Regions from separate parts of the Oryctolagus cuniculus genome. Here region 2 is linked to region 1. Evidence: chromatin contacts called from public Hi-C data. All regions are on one chromosome and are shown on one strand. The core of a region is the stretch at or near the end of the contact, and the rest is flanking DNA. Distances in the headings are between cores, read along the strand shown.

Region 1 (6,881 bases), core at 1,518-4,017:
TCTTAAAGCAATTTTGCAATAACAGAAAGAGGATTTCCTGGTGGGAAGAAAGTGGGCTCTGTAGTTGCATAAATCCAAATCTCTAATCCACTTCCAAGTGTGTGAACCTGACTCAGTTTCTTTGAATCTTGGAGCCCCAGTTCTTTTCACCCGTGAAAGCGGGTTGTAATGCCCATCACATAGGTGTAGTCATGAGGAAGCTTCCTGGTATAATGCCTGTCACTGTGGCACATGCTGAATTTAGATCGGATCCCTGCCTCTACCCGGGGAATCCAGTCCTACTCCCATGACAAGTCAGGGAAGCACCATGTCCATGGACAGTGGCAGCGTCTGCCATCATCAAGCTGGGTTCTGTTGGTGTGGGAACTCATAAGCCACAGGCAGGTCTACAGCTGGAGACAATGAGGTCTTCGGTGCATTTAGCACTTGAGATTGTTTCTGACACTGCTCAGCCCTGCTGTCAGCTAAGGGAAGCAGCAAGGTTTCCATTCATTGGAAAGAATCCTCTGGGGAGTTAGATTTCAGTTACATCCTTTTAAAAAGTCACACTTTCTCACTGCCAGATCCAGTACAGTTCTTGAAAGTTTTGTTTTTGTTTTTACTTTTAGAGAGAGAATTGATTCCCAGAATATTAATAACAAAAAGCAGAGAATAGGGTTGTAACCAGGAAATCCTCCTTCTGAATCTGGTATTGGTGTGTATGAACTATCTCTCACCATTTCTGAGATCGGGAGAGACCATGGCTTAGGGTTTTTATGTTGGAGATAAGTCCTGCTCCCAACCCTGATGCTGGCAGCCAGTTTGTGAAAGCAGAATGTTTGACTCAAAATGAGTGGATTGGTTAGTTTGATCCGGTTCCAGAATCCATCACCATCATAATGGAAAGATTCACATATCAAGCGATCGAGTGGAGAAATAACTACAACAAATCTTCTCCAGTGTGGAATTTCTACTTCTCTGATTGAGGTGGGCATGAAGTTTAACCCTGCTGGTGTCTTTATTTATTGTAAAAAGACTGTATATTTTTATTTTTTCTGTTGGTGTCCTGTCTACACAACCCCCCCCCCCCCGCCCCCGAATTGAATGGCTTTCTTTATGGCCTACGGAAAATTAATGTCTTCCTAGAAAGAACTTTGGAATCATAAAGAGTGCAATGCTCCTTGGCTGTGTGGTCTCTCTGAGATTGAAGGGAGCAAAAAACTGAACAAGAAAGACTCAGACCCTCTCTCCCTAGGGCTTTATTTTCTAATTCTAAGGCATTTTTCTCTTCAATGGAGTTATAACCATGAACAAGAAAGCAAACACTGCATTTACAACTGCAGATGATTCCAGTGGCATAATTTTTAATATGTCAAGCAAGCAGTAATTTTTAGTTAATTTTTAACCTGCTGCTTTCAAGGTCACTGGAAAATCAGTTAAAAGGTTACCCAAGAATGCTGTGATTTACTCCTAATTACGTTCAATGCAAATTTCTGGTCTTCCTGAGGAAGCTGAGTGCCTTGGACACAGTGAACTTCTGGTCGGATGCAGGTCTGTCCTCACATTGTTTCAGATGGAGTCTTGGAGCCGTGGGCCTCTGGCTGCAGCAAAGGAAGTGCACTGCCCTGAGCAGGTGGGTGTTTCTAACACCCTAGCTTTTATGGTGGACATGAGCTCCCAGATACTGTTCTTTTCTGTTATACTAAATTGTAGCTGATTGACAGGCCTTACTCAAATTCCTTAATCTTTTCTAGTCTCACTGATTGAAAGAAAATTTAAGGCCAGCGCCGTGGCTCAATAGGATAATCCTCCGCCTTGCGGAGCTGGCACACCGGGTTCTAGTCCCGGTCCGGGCGCCGGATTCTGTCCCGGTTGCCCCTCTTCCAGGCCAGCTCTCTGCTGTGGCCCAGAGTGCAGTGGAGGATGGCCGAAGTGCTTGGGCCCTGCACCCCATGGGAGACCAGGAGAAGCACCTGGCTCCTTGCTTCAGATTAGCGCAATGCGCCAGCCACAGCGCGCCAGCCGTGGCGGCCATTGGAGGGTGAACCAACGGCAAAGGAAGACCTTTCTCTCTGTCTCTCTCTCTCACTATCCACTCTGCCTGTCAAAAATAAAAAAAAAAAAAAAAGAAAAGAAAATTTAAACATTATCCACTATAATTGTTTGTGAGGGGTAAATCACGCCAGGAGGGGAGGTCTCAGGGTGGCCTCTAATACAATAAATGCTAGTGCTTATCTATGAGATTCTAGTCCCAGTCATCCAGGAAACTGCAAGGGCTATAGATCACCGATAAAATAAAAGCTCATAATGTCAGATCATGTTAATTTTTAAATTAAATTAATAATTTGTTGAGCATCTGTACAAAAGGAGTAAGCAATTTGAAGCTTATTTTAAGAGAATAAGGAGAGATCAATGAAATAAATGTAGTTAAATAAAGTTGCACACAGAATTATTTTCTTAAGGAGTTACATTGTTTGACAGCACATTGTAAATATTAAGTTATATAAGACAATTCATAAATCATCCTTATCTGCCCCTTATTCAAATCTTTCTGGCCACCTACTGTAGGGAACACTTGGTCAGTTTAGTTAGATCCTGTTTACAATACATGCTGTCCACACACATATTTTTTCCATTCAGATGTTCCACTAATTCATTTAGATTCTTCTCTCCATAGTCTGAATTAGTGAACATTTACGGTACATATTTTTTAAAGAGTTGAAGTGATCTCTGCATTGCAGCTCATCATGACTCAGTATCCAGATCACTTGAGTCAGCATTCCAAGGCAAGCTTTCTCACTTAATCCTTGGCCTGCCCTTTCTTACTGGAAATGTTGCTTAATGCACACAGACCATGTGGCCTTGTCATTTTTAATGCTTAATACCACAGAGCATTAAAAATGAGGCACATTTTCTCCTACTTCATTTTCAATAGTCAAGCATTGAGCTTGCTGTTTGGATGCCATGAGGTAGGGCTAGGCACTCATTTCAGGGATGTTTCTCAGTCACTCAGGAAATCACAAGGATCAATGAATTGTTGCCAGTTTTCATGCTGGAAAGTTGAGTGTTGCTATAATGAATACAGAAGAATGTGGAAGTGGAAGTGGCTTTAGGATTTCGTAATAGGTAAAGGCCAGAAGTATTCTGAAGCATTAATAGAAGAAACCCAGGTCACTTTTAAGAGTTAGTAGAAGCAGATATCAAAGGCAGTTCTGTTGAGGACTCCAAGGAAGCAAGGTGCGCTACAGAGAAAGCTCCTATTGCCTGAGAACATGTATGTACCATGTACAGAATCATGAACGCTAAATGTGCCTCTGCTCAGATCTCCGATGGGAGGAGCAATGTGTTACTGGACACTGAAGGCAAGGCAATCTCTGTGATAAAGCAGCAGATACTTGTGCTGCTGCTGGGAGAATGTTGTAAATGATGATGAACTTGGCTGTTCAGCTGAGAAGGCTTCCAAACAAAATGGGAAGGTGAAGCCTGCTTTCTCTTTGCTGCTTGCAGTAAGACGTGAGCAGACACAGATGGATTGAAGAAGGAACTGCTAAGGAAAAAGGAACTAACACTTGATGGTTTGAAAAATCGTCGGCCTTTCCAGAGAGTGTATCTGGAATCAGCCGGGTATGACTTGGCAAGCGTTTCCTAACTAACTGAGGTCTGTGACTCATCGATCCAATCGACTCTCAGTGGGCTAGAGGGATGGAGACAGAGTTGTTCAGGAAAGATCTGTGGAGGGCTCTAAAGTGAGATCTTGGAACTCTAAACTGCATGGGAGGCTGACAAAGTTTTTGAGAATTTTATATCGGCGAGGCATTTGCCGGTCTCTACTCAAAGAAACAAAACAAAATCAAGAAAGGGTAACTTAAAGGCCATATGCATGGAGACAGAGGTTTGGCTTGACAGGACCCCCTTAGGTGGCAGGGCTACAACCCCAGTGGGCTGATGGAAAAGGGCTGCTGCCCTGGTAGGCACAGAGGGATTATTCTCAGACCTTGACATCTAATTGAACTTGCCCTCCTAAATTTCAGACTTGTTAGTGACCCACGCCCCCTCTTGTCTTTCCAATTTATCCCTTTTGGAGTGGAAAGTCTGCCCCACACTATAAACTGGAAGTTGTGAACAGGTTCACAGATGGAGAGGTACTGTACCCCAGGATGAATCACACAGAGACTCATCTACTACTGGTTTAGATGAAACATGGGACTTTGAGGTGATGATATTTAGATGAGATTTTGGACTGAGAGTTGGTGCTGGAATGGTGTGAGATGAGTGAATGCATTCTACATATGGGAAGGACATGAATTTTGGGAGGTCAAACTGAGGTCTTTTATGGGTTGAATGAGAACTCCAGAAAGATATGCTGAAATCAAATCTTCAGTAGCTTGGAATGTGACCTTATTTGAAAATGAGTTCATTGTTAAGATGAAGTCGTATGGAATAGGGAAAGTCCTTAATCTAATAACCAGTATCCTTATCAGAAATGTAACAGAGGGGCTATTATTGTGGCATAGTGGGTAAAGCTGCTGTCTGCTATGCTGGTATCCCATATGTGTGCCAGTGCAAGTCCTAGCTGTTCCACTTTCCATCCAGCTCCCTGCTAATGTGCCTGGGAAAAGCAGTAGAAGATGGCCCTAGTGCTTGGGCCCCTGCAAGATCTTCCATCTGTTGGTTCACTCCCTAAATGGCTGCAACAGCTGGAGCTGAGCCAATCCGAAGCCAGGAGCTAGGAGCCTCCTCTAGCCTTTCCAAGCAGGTGCAGGGGCCCAAGCACTTGCGCCATCTTCCGCTGCTGTCCCTGACCATTAGCAGAGAGCTGGATTGAAAGAGGAGCAACCAGGACTAGAACCAGTGCCCATATGGGATGCTAGTGATGCAGGCAGAGGATTAACCTACTTCACCACAGTGCCAGCCCTAAAACAAATAAGTCTTTTAAAAAAGTAAAGGAAATGGAGTGGGAACATGGAGACAGACACACAGTGCAAGAAGACAGCCCTGTAGAGATGAAGGCAGATGCAGAGAGGCGCTGACGTTCCTGCAAGCCAATATACACCATTGGTTGCTGGCAAACCCAGAAGCTGGAAGACATGGGGGGCTTGGTTCTCCCTTGCAAAGTCTGGAGGCATATGGCCTGGATGACAGCTGGATTTCAGATTTCTGGGCTCCAGAACTGTAAGACAAATATTTCTGCTGTCCTAACCCACTCAATTTGTGAAACTTTATCACCGCCACCCTAGGAAAACTCAAATAGATCTGATATACCTACATCTAATTTGAATTTTTAATCATTTGCACAAAATATGTGATTAACCCTACAATAACAATTTTTCATTTAAATTCGCTCTGTTTTGGTTTTCTATGGCAAATGAGCTTTAGTTACATGTGGAATGAAACATTCCAGTTTTCGTTTGTAGTGGCCCATAGATGTCTTTAGCTAAGTCATGAACATTGGCTATTCCTCACATGGTAGCTGTCTGTAGACTTATTTGCTCACATAACAGACCCTAATGTTAGCTTAGCAAACTGAATGTTACATGAAATCCAGAAATGATGAAGGGCTGCCTAACACTGTCAGGTGATCTTTCTAAGAAAATGGCAATTAAAAAAATACTTTATTTATTTGGAAGGCTGAGTAATGGATAGCAGGAAAGAAAGACATCTTCCATCTGTTGGCATACTCCCTAAACGATTGCAATGACCTGGGCTGGGCAGGAGCCTGGAACTCCATCCAGGTCTCCAACGTGGCAGTTCCCATCTTTAGGTTCCCATCTTTCTGCTGCTTTCCCAGGCTCATTTGCAGGAAGCAGGACTCAAACTGGTGCTTAAACAGGATGCTGGAATTGCAGATGGTGGCCCAACCTGGTGCACCACAACAGTGGCCTCAAACATTGCAGTTTTTGAATAAAAATTTACACATATCCTTGTATCTTAACCATTACTCTATTCATACATTTATTTTATGTTTCTTTTCTCCCTGAGATACTGGTGTTTATAACACTGCTTTCCTTTCTATTGAGTGTGTCTTCTTTATCACATCGCCATGTACTAGGAACAGGTGTGTTGAAATGGCAGCAAAGGTGCCCCTCGTGTGGGAGACTAATGCTTTCAACCACTCTTAGCAGCTCCACGACTTCAGCCAGAATAGCTCTTACCACCCTAGGTGCTTGGCAGCCATGAGGGAAGGAAGAAAGATGAAGAGAAGGCTAGAAGTCATTTTTTTCTTATGGTTGTGGTAAAATTGAACCAGTCCATTCATGTACTTCTTTCTTGTCTGCCTGGTCATGAACAGAGTATGACGATAGCAATAAAGATTTGTGCTGGACATATCATTCTGAGTTTTCACTTCAACTTTTGAATGCAAAACCCATTTCTCACAACTGGCTGATATCATCACAGAAATGTCTTTTCAAGTAAAGATGACCAGGTCTCTTTCAGAACCTTCTCTTCCTATTCATGGCAGTGTCATGGAGAAATGAGTTAGTCATGGTGTTGGAATGGATGTAACTTGTATTGAGTCCAGAAGCACAAGATAATGTGAAACTTGCTGAAGAAGTTGTCAAGAATAGAACGTTTCTGTTGATGAACTTTTTGGCTTTCCACCAGCTGTCCTCAGGTCTATTTCATTTTTCTGCATTGAAACCAATGTGGTACAACAATTACTACCCTCACTTGTGGGTGATGGATTGAGTTCTGTGGCTTCGTCCTTGTCTGGAGCCAATTGTTCCCCATTGAAACACAAATTGTTGAGGCTCATCCCTAGTGACTGAATCAGTGGGACTCCAGAGTTGGGGTTGGGACCAAGAATGTTCATTTCCAACAAGTTTCCAGGCGTGGTGCTCATGCTGCTGGCTGGGGATCTCAGGTTAAGAGTTCAGCAAACAGCAGTCTGAACCAATTTACCC
Region 2 (6,881 bases), core at 2,622-5,121, 320 kb before region 1:
TCTGTGCTTTCCCAGGCCATTCACAGGGAGCTGGATTGGAAGTGGAGCAGCCGGGACATGAACTGGCACCCATATGGGATGCCAGCATTGGCCCACTACTTTGCTGGCAGAACTTGCATCGACTTAAATCAAGAGTCTTATCAAAGTACTTGCAATCAGTCAACCTTAACATGCTCTTACCAGCTGGTGATGAGACAATGTGAACACAGAGCATGTGAGACATATCAAATGTACTTAAATCCTTGAGTTTTTAATGGTATTTTAAAGATATTGCTCACCACTAAAGGGTGACATGAAATGACATACTGCTTTGTTCATTTGTGAACAAAGGATATGAAACAAACAGGTATTCTCTCTTTCTGACATGAACTGTACCAAATAGCGGATGAAGGCAGGTTTTTCTTTATAGAAATATTTCAGGGGCTGTGTAGTGGCACAGTGCATTAAGCCTCTACTTGGGATGCTGGCATCCCATAGTGGAGTGCTGGTTCAAATCCTGGCTGCTTTGCTTCCGACCTTCCTGCTAATGTGTCTGGGGAAGCAGCAGATGATGACGGCCCAAGTCATTTGGGTTCCTGCCACCCATGTGGGAGACCAGGATGGAGTTCTGGGCTCCTGCTTTCAGGCTGGCCTAACCCTTGCTGTTGAAAGCATTTGGGGAGTGAACCAGTGGATGGAAGATCTCTGTCTCTCTCCCCTCACAACCTCCATACCCTTTGCTCTGCTTTCAAATAAATGAGTCTTTAAAGACAGAGCTACTTCAGCTGACAAATGTTGAAGCCGTGATGGACTGGAGTATCACGATTCTCTAGCCCTTCATGAATGAGTGAATCTAGACTGCAGTCATTACTGCCACGGATGTCGTAGAAAGTTACCCACCCACCCCATTCTGGGCCTGCTGGTGGGAAAACATAAAGCAAACAAAATTTTGCTCCCTTCAAAAAAAAAAAAAAAAACCAAAAACTGACTTTGAATCAAGTGAATTAAATTCAACTACCAATTTTTGAAAAGTAGGGAGGACAGAGAGATATGTTAAGTAAGAGACTGCGAGAAACTCTGCAGGAAGAAAGGCTAGATTTCCAAGATGAATGTGCTGCAAGGGAGGAAAAAAGAGACGGAGGGGAAACCTGCAGAATAAAGGAGACTTTATGAGCTCTCTTAGCCAACTGCAAGGTGGGGATCCAAGCAAACTGAAGAAATCTTGAACGTTGATGGGGTATTTGATGACTCTTAACATTTTTTGAAAGATTTATCTATTTATTTATTTATATCTGAAAGGCAGTTTTACAGAGAGGCGGAGTAAGAGATAGATCTTCCATCTGCTGGTTTACTCCCCACATGGCTTCAATGGCTAGAGCTGTGCCGTTCGGAAGCCAGGAACCAGGAGCTTCTTCCAGGTCTCCCACGCAAATGCAGGGACCCAAGGACTTGGTACATCTTCCACTGCTTTCCCAGGCCACAGCAGAGAGCTTGATCGGAAGTGGAGCAGCTGGGACTTGAACCGGTGCCCATATGGGATGCCAGCACTGCAGGTGGCGGCTGTACACACTATGCCACAGCGCTGGCCTCGACTATTAACTTTTTAAAAGTGTGCTAATGGTATTGTCAAAGTTCTTATTTCTCAGTGATTCAAATTGAAATCATCGTAACTACAGATGAATGGTAAGCTACATAATAGGCGGGAGAATGGGGTACTGATAATGCAAGATGGGGCTGGAACTGTGCCGCAGCAGGTTAAAGCCCTGGCCTGCAATGCCAGCATCCCATACGGGTGCCAGTTCGAGTCTTGGCTGCTCCACTTCTAATCCAGCTCTCTGATAATGTACCTGGGAAAGCAGCAGAGGATGGCCCAAACCCTTGAGCCCCTGCATCCATGTGGGAGATCTGGAAGAAGCTCTTGGCTCCTAGCTTTAGCCTGGCCCAGCCTGGCTGTTGTAGCCATTTGGGGAGTGAACCACTAGATGGAAGAGCTCTCTCTCTTTCTTTGTAACTCTGCCTTTCAAATAAATAACTAAATATCTTTAAAAAAAATGACTAGACATGAGCCAAAAATGGTTGAAAGTGGACCAGGGGTTTTAGGTAGTTTGATATTTCCCTCAATAAAGAAGTGTTTAAAAAAGGCATTGGCCAGTGTGGGCACTTAGCACAGTGGTTAAGATACCACTTGGGATGCCACATTCCATACCTATGTGTCTGGTTCGAATCCTGACTCCCCCACTTCCCATCCAGCTTCCTGTTGATGGCACCATGGCAAGCAGCAGGTGACGGCTCAAGCACTCGGGTCCTTGGTACACCCATGTGGGAGACCTGGATTGAGTTCCAGGTTCGTGGCTTTGGCTTGGCCCAGCCCTGACTGTTTTGAACTTTTGAGCAATGAACTAGCAGATGGAAAATCTCCCTCTCTCTGTGTGTCTCTCTCTGCCTTTCAAATAAAATGAAAATAAATAAAAAATGTAGAGAAGTCTATTGGCCAACCTATTTCCCTTGTTATTTCAATTTTAAAAACTAATCATTATTAACAGTGCTAATGTCCACATTCATCCAGTCACTTTCACAGGAGATCTGGGGGCTGGCGCTGGCAATTAGGAAATCTGGATTTGATTCATTTGATTCATTAGCAGAATCATTTTGGAATTTCAGCTCTCAGGGTCTCCCTGAATCCATTTGGGAACTGGGGAATCAAGGATGGTTTCTAACATCCTGCTGGCAGCAGATTCTTGGAATGACAAAGAGATCTGAGGCCTGCAGACTGCCTGCCTGGATTGGAATCCCCGCTTTCCTCTCTGGAGCCTTGGGTAAATTTACCTAATCCCCGAGCACTCAGTCCTTTGGGTTGATAAAATGGACATAACAACAACGCCTACCTCCCAGGGCTGTTGTGAAGGTTAGTCACTTCACGCATTTATTCCACACATATGGAGCACCCAAGTCTCCAGATCTGGGAGGGGCACGGGGTGAAGTAGCACAGAGAATACAGGCGCTTGGCTGTTTGCAACCTAGAGGGAGCGCCCAGGAAAACAAGTAGTAAACGCAAATTGAGATGCAGTATTCCGATAAACAAGAGCTGGGAAGAAGATCTAAGTCAGCCGTGTGACCCGAGCTGCAGAATGACTAGGGGCAGGAGCGCTCTACCTTAAGCAGGACTGAGTGGAGGTTCCCCATCAGGGTGGATCTGGGCTTCCCTGCGCAGCTCCTTTCTCAAGCGCGGTTGACTTCTACCTCCTCGCTCCTCCCTCCACTTCTGGCAACGTCTGGGGAATTTTGGTTGCCACCATGGAGAAGATGCTGTTGGCATCTGGTGGGCAGAGGCCAGAAACACTGCCCATAATCCGACGCACAGGGCACTGCCCATAATCCACTCCAAAATGTTAACAGCTGCAAGCTTGAGTTACCCTGTTATAGGCAGAACCAGGTTTGGGGGGGGGGGAAGAGTCAGAAAGGGGCTTGCTGTGTTGGGCAGAGCAAAGGAAGATGGAGAGAAGGAAGGAGAACCGGCTGCACTATGGGTGATCCTGAAGGCACCGTGAGGAATTCGGAATTATTCCAAAGACAGTGGGAGCCCTTGCAGAATTTTGTGCAGGGGGGTGAGGGTGGAGAGGTTTAGCAGGTGCGTCAACAAGTTCCTCTCCAGTGAAATGTTAATTTTGGTGCAAGAAACTGAAACTACGCATACGCGCACGAGTGTTCAACGACGTCCACGACCACCACCGCCAGGGTCTTCCCTACACTTTGCAATAGCCCCGACCACCCAGGCCTCGGCGCGGCCGCAGTGACTCCTCCCGGCCAGCAGAGGGCGCAGGTCGACACTTGGCCACCCGCCGCCCGGGGCGGGCCTCCTCTTGCCTGCCCCCGCCCCCCCCAGCTCGCCTTCCCGTCTCAGGAGAAGTCGGGAAGGTGGCGGTGGCGGCTGCGGTCCCGGGCCGGCCGGTTGGTGTGGCGCGCGCCGCCAGCGTCCGCGCCGCGTCGAGCCCAGCCCAGCCAGAGCCGCGGCGGCCGGGCTTCGGACGGGCGGCGCGCGCTGACGGAGGGCGGCGGCCGCGGCCAGGGCGGCCCGTGGGACCGCGGGCCCCCGGCGCAGCGCCGCCCGGTTCCCGGCCCTGCCGGCCTCCTCCCTCGGCGCCGCGGCCATGGCGGCCAGCGCGAAGCGGAAGCAGGAGGAGAAGCACCTGAAGATGCTGCGGGACATGACCGGCCTCCCGCACAACCGAAAGTGCTTCGACTGCGACCAGCGCGGCCCCACCTACGTGAACATGACGGTCGGCTCCTTCGTCTGCACCTCCTGCTCCGGCAGCCTGTGAGTGCGGGGCGGCGGGGCGGCGGGGCGGGGGAGGGGGCGCCGGGCGCGCCGCCGGCCGTTGGGGGCGGCCGGCGGGGCCGGGGGCGGCCGTTGGGCGCGGGCGCGTGGGGGCGGAGCGGGGCTGGCCGGCGGGATGCGCTTTCGGTTTGAGCGGGCCCGGGGTCCACGCTGAGCGCGGCCTGGGTGGAGCCGGCATCTGCGGTCCTCGCCGAGCCGGCGGCCGCCGGCGCCTGGCCCTCCGCTCTCCGGGACGCCGGCCGGGCCGTGGGGAGCGGCCGGAGGGGTGCCGAGGGCCGTGCGGGGCCTATTGTGCGCCGGGTCTCTGAGCGGCCTGGGCGCGGCGGCCCTCGCGAGGCAGGCACCTGCTGGGCGCGGCGGCGGAGAGCAGGGTCGCGTGTGCTGGGCTTTCCTTTACTTATTCGAACCCTCCTCCCTCCGAGAGTATCTTGGTAGCCGGGAGAAAGCGGGCATTTAGGGGCTTAAAAGGTCGTGATGGCAGAGATGGGAGTCCCCACGGGAGAGTTTGGGGGGATGAATTCCCGGGTTCGGGGGAGGGGGCGAAGGCACCGAGGAGGTGGGTTGTGGGATTTGGGCCTCACAGTCGCTAGGGAGCCCTGAGTTGGGGGAAAGTTTTGCTGGGAGTCGGTCCCCAGGAGCGGCCTTGCCGCGTGGATGCGGTGCGGCGTCCGGCCGTGCGTGTCGGCGGTGCGCAGCCAGCGGGGACCGGGAAAGACCGCAGAGCGGAGCGGCTCGGGTTACTCGGATGGTTTGTGTTTGTCCTTTGTTTCGTTCAGCTTTGTTGAGGGAAAGGTCGTACTTGCTGTGCGGTTTCATCTGGCAGGTGAGTTTGCAGATGATGTTGGAACCGGGAAGGTGCTTTTCCAGGCCAGCTGTCTTGGATTTTAAGTAAATGCAGCTAGTCAGTATTCTCAACCGGTGATTGTGAGATTCACACTCAGATAACATACGCAGCGTGTGGGAAACTGGCTTCTTGCAGGTTGGAAAATGCAGGACTTGTCCGGGAGTGTGCTATGAGTATTTGCCTTTTTTAATTTTAAGTTGGACAGAGAGGCATTGCTAGTTTTCCCCGGGTTATCGCTTCTTCAGGAAGCAGGTATTAGGTACCTATTGGGTTTCGTAGGATGTGTATCGTGCTGAGCTTTAAAAGACTGGGTTAGGAGAGTCCCTAAGGTTCGTTTTAGGTTGTGTAGTAAGAGAAACTGAAGTTGCCAGTTGGTAGTATTACTGAGTCGCAATAGAGTCATAAACTAGGTGGAACCTGGGAGATAGTCTGGTTCGTGCTTTTCACAAATAAAGCAGAAAATTAAGTGAAATCAAGCCAATAGTACAATTTTTAAGTGTATTTTACTTTTAAGAAGTGCTTAAGGTGTTCTGCTTTTGCTAAACATATCGTATTTTAATGCACTTAAAGTATTTATGTATGTATAAATACACACACACATACATGTATTCACTGTTCCGAATAGTTGGCATTTCTTTGTAGGCTTTCAGCACACTGTTCCCTTGCAGCAAATGTGCAATGTTAAGAAATTATTTTCAGATTTTCTGCTGGATTCAGACACATGCTGTATAAAAGAATAGCTCACTGTAGTGACAACTGTTCTGAATGGATTTAATGTGACAGACAGGACTTGGTGTATCTATTCAGTTGTTACTCCACAGGCATTTCTTGCTTGCTTGGCCTGTCTTATACTGTGGGGAGAGCTGCAGTTACCTGGTCCTGCTGCTGTTCGGAGGCTTGCTTTCTAAGTACATGAGTATATAGCTGTAATATTGTTACATTTTCTTTCTGTGACCCATTATCCACAAAATATGTAAATGGATACGGAAAGCTTTACAGAGGAGTTAATGCTTGAGCAAAGACCTTCAAAGACCAAGTGTTGACAGCAGGTTAAGCTGCTTTCTGGGTCTGCCCAGCACCCCGGATCTGAGTGCTGTTTGGAGTCCTTGTTGGTCCACTTCCCATCCAGCTTCCTGCTAACAGCTTGGGAAAGCCGTGGAAGATGGCCCAAGTCCTTGGGTCCCTGCACTCTGTGGGAGACATGGATGTAGTTCCTGGCTCTTTGCTTCTGCCTGGCTTAGAACTGACTGTTGTGGCCATTCATTTGTGGAGTGAATTAATGGATGGGAAGATATCCTCTCTCCTCCCCCATGTCTCTACACCTTTCAAATAAAGAAATCTTTAAAAAATAATAATAAAGACCAAATCCGTAGATAAACCTGGTTTTGAATCCTGGCTCTAAGTGTTGTAGTTAGAGAATGCCAGTCAGTCTTTGTAGCTTGATACATGAAATGGTGAGGGTAAAGTTCCCCTTGTAAATTTTGGATGTAGATTTGTTCTCAGTATTAAGAGAATATAAAACACCACATAGTGCTTGGCACATAATAGGTGCCTGATGAAATATGTTATTAACAGAGAGGGAGAGGATGTTCTATGTTTAAGGAAACAGTATTTGAAAGACATGGAAATGACTAACACCCTAGTGAAGAATCTTATCAGTTTGGATTTTTTAAATGTAACTCAAAACCATACTCAAATTGGTTTAAAAATACAAAGGGAATT

Evidence for each region. Hi-C and Micro-C count contacts between places; a contact is called where the count stands out from the background.
Region 2: a Hi-C map of an unstated tissue shows a contact between it and region 1, with 1.9 times the contacts expected there. The contact joins the promoter of AGFG1 here to the enhancer-like site in region 1. A contact is called at or near these places in 4 of 6 Hi-C or Micro-C datasets (ear pinna, embryonic fibroblasts, skin fibroblasts and 1 more).

What each region holds. Positions count from the first base shown.
Region 1 is chr3:11,209,832-11,216,712 of mOryCun1.1, reverse strand. No RefSeq gene overlaps it. Among named protein-coding and RNA genes, the nearest start is that of SLC19A3, 55 kb to the right of the region's middle. Within about 2 kb of position 2,767, at least 1 of the 8 cell types and tissues checked has an H3K27ac peak or open chromatin away from gene starts, as enhancers often do.
Region 2 is chr3:11,526,844-11,533,724 of mOryCun1.1, reverse strand. AGFG1 (ArfGAP with FG repeats 1) reads left to right here and starts at 3,871. Exons shown (of 16, transcript XR_007920544.2): 1 at 3,871-4,294. It overlaps LOC103348896 (a long non-coding RNA gene), which reads right to left and starts at 3,662. Exons shown (of 5, transcript XR_007920561.2): 1 at 3,133-3,662.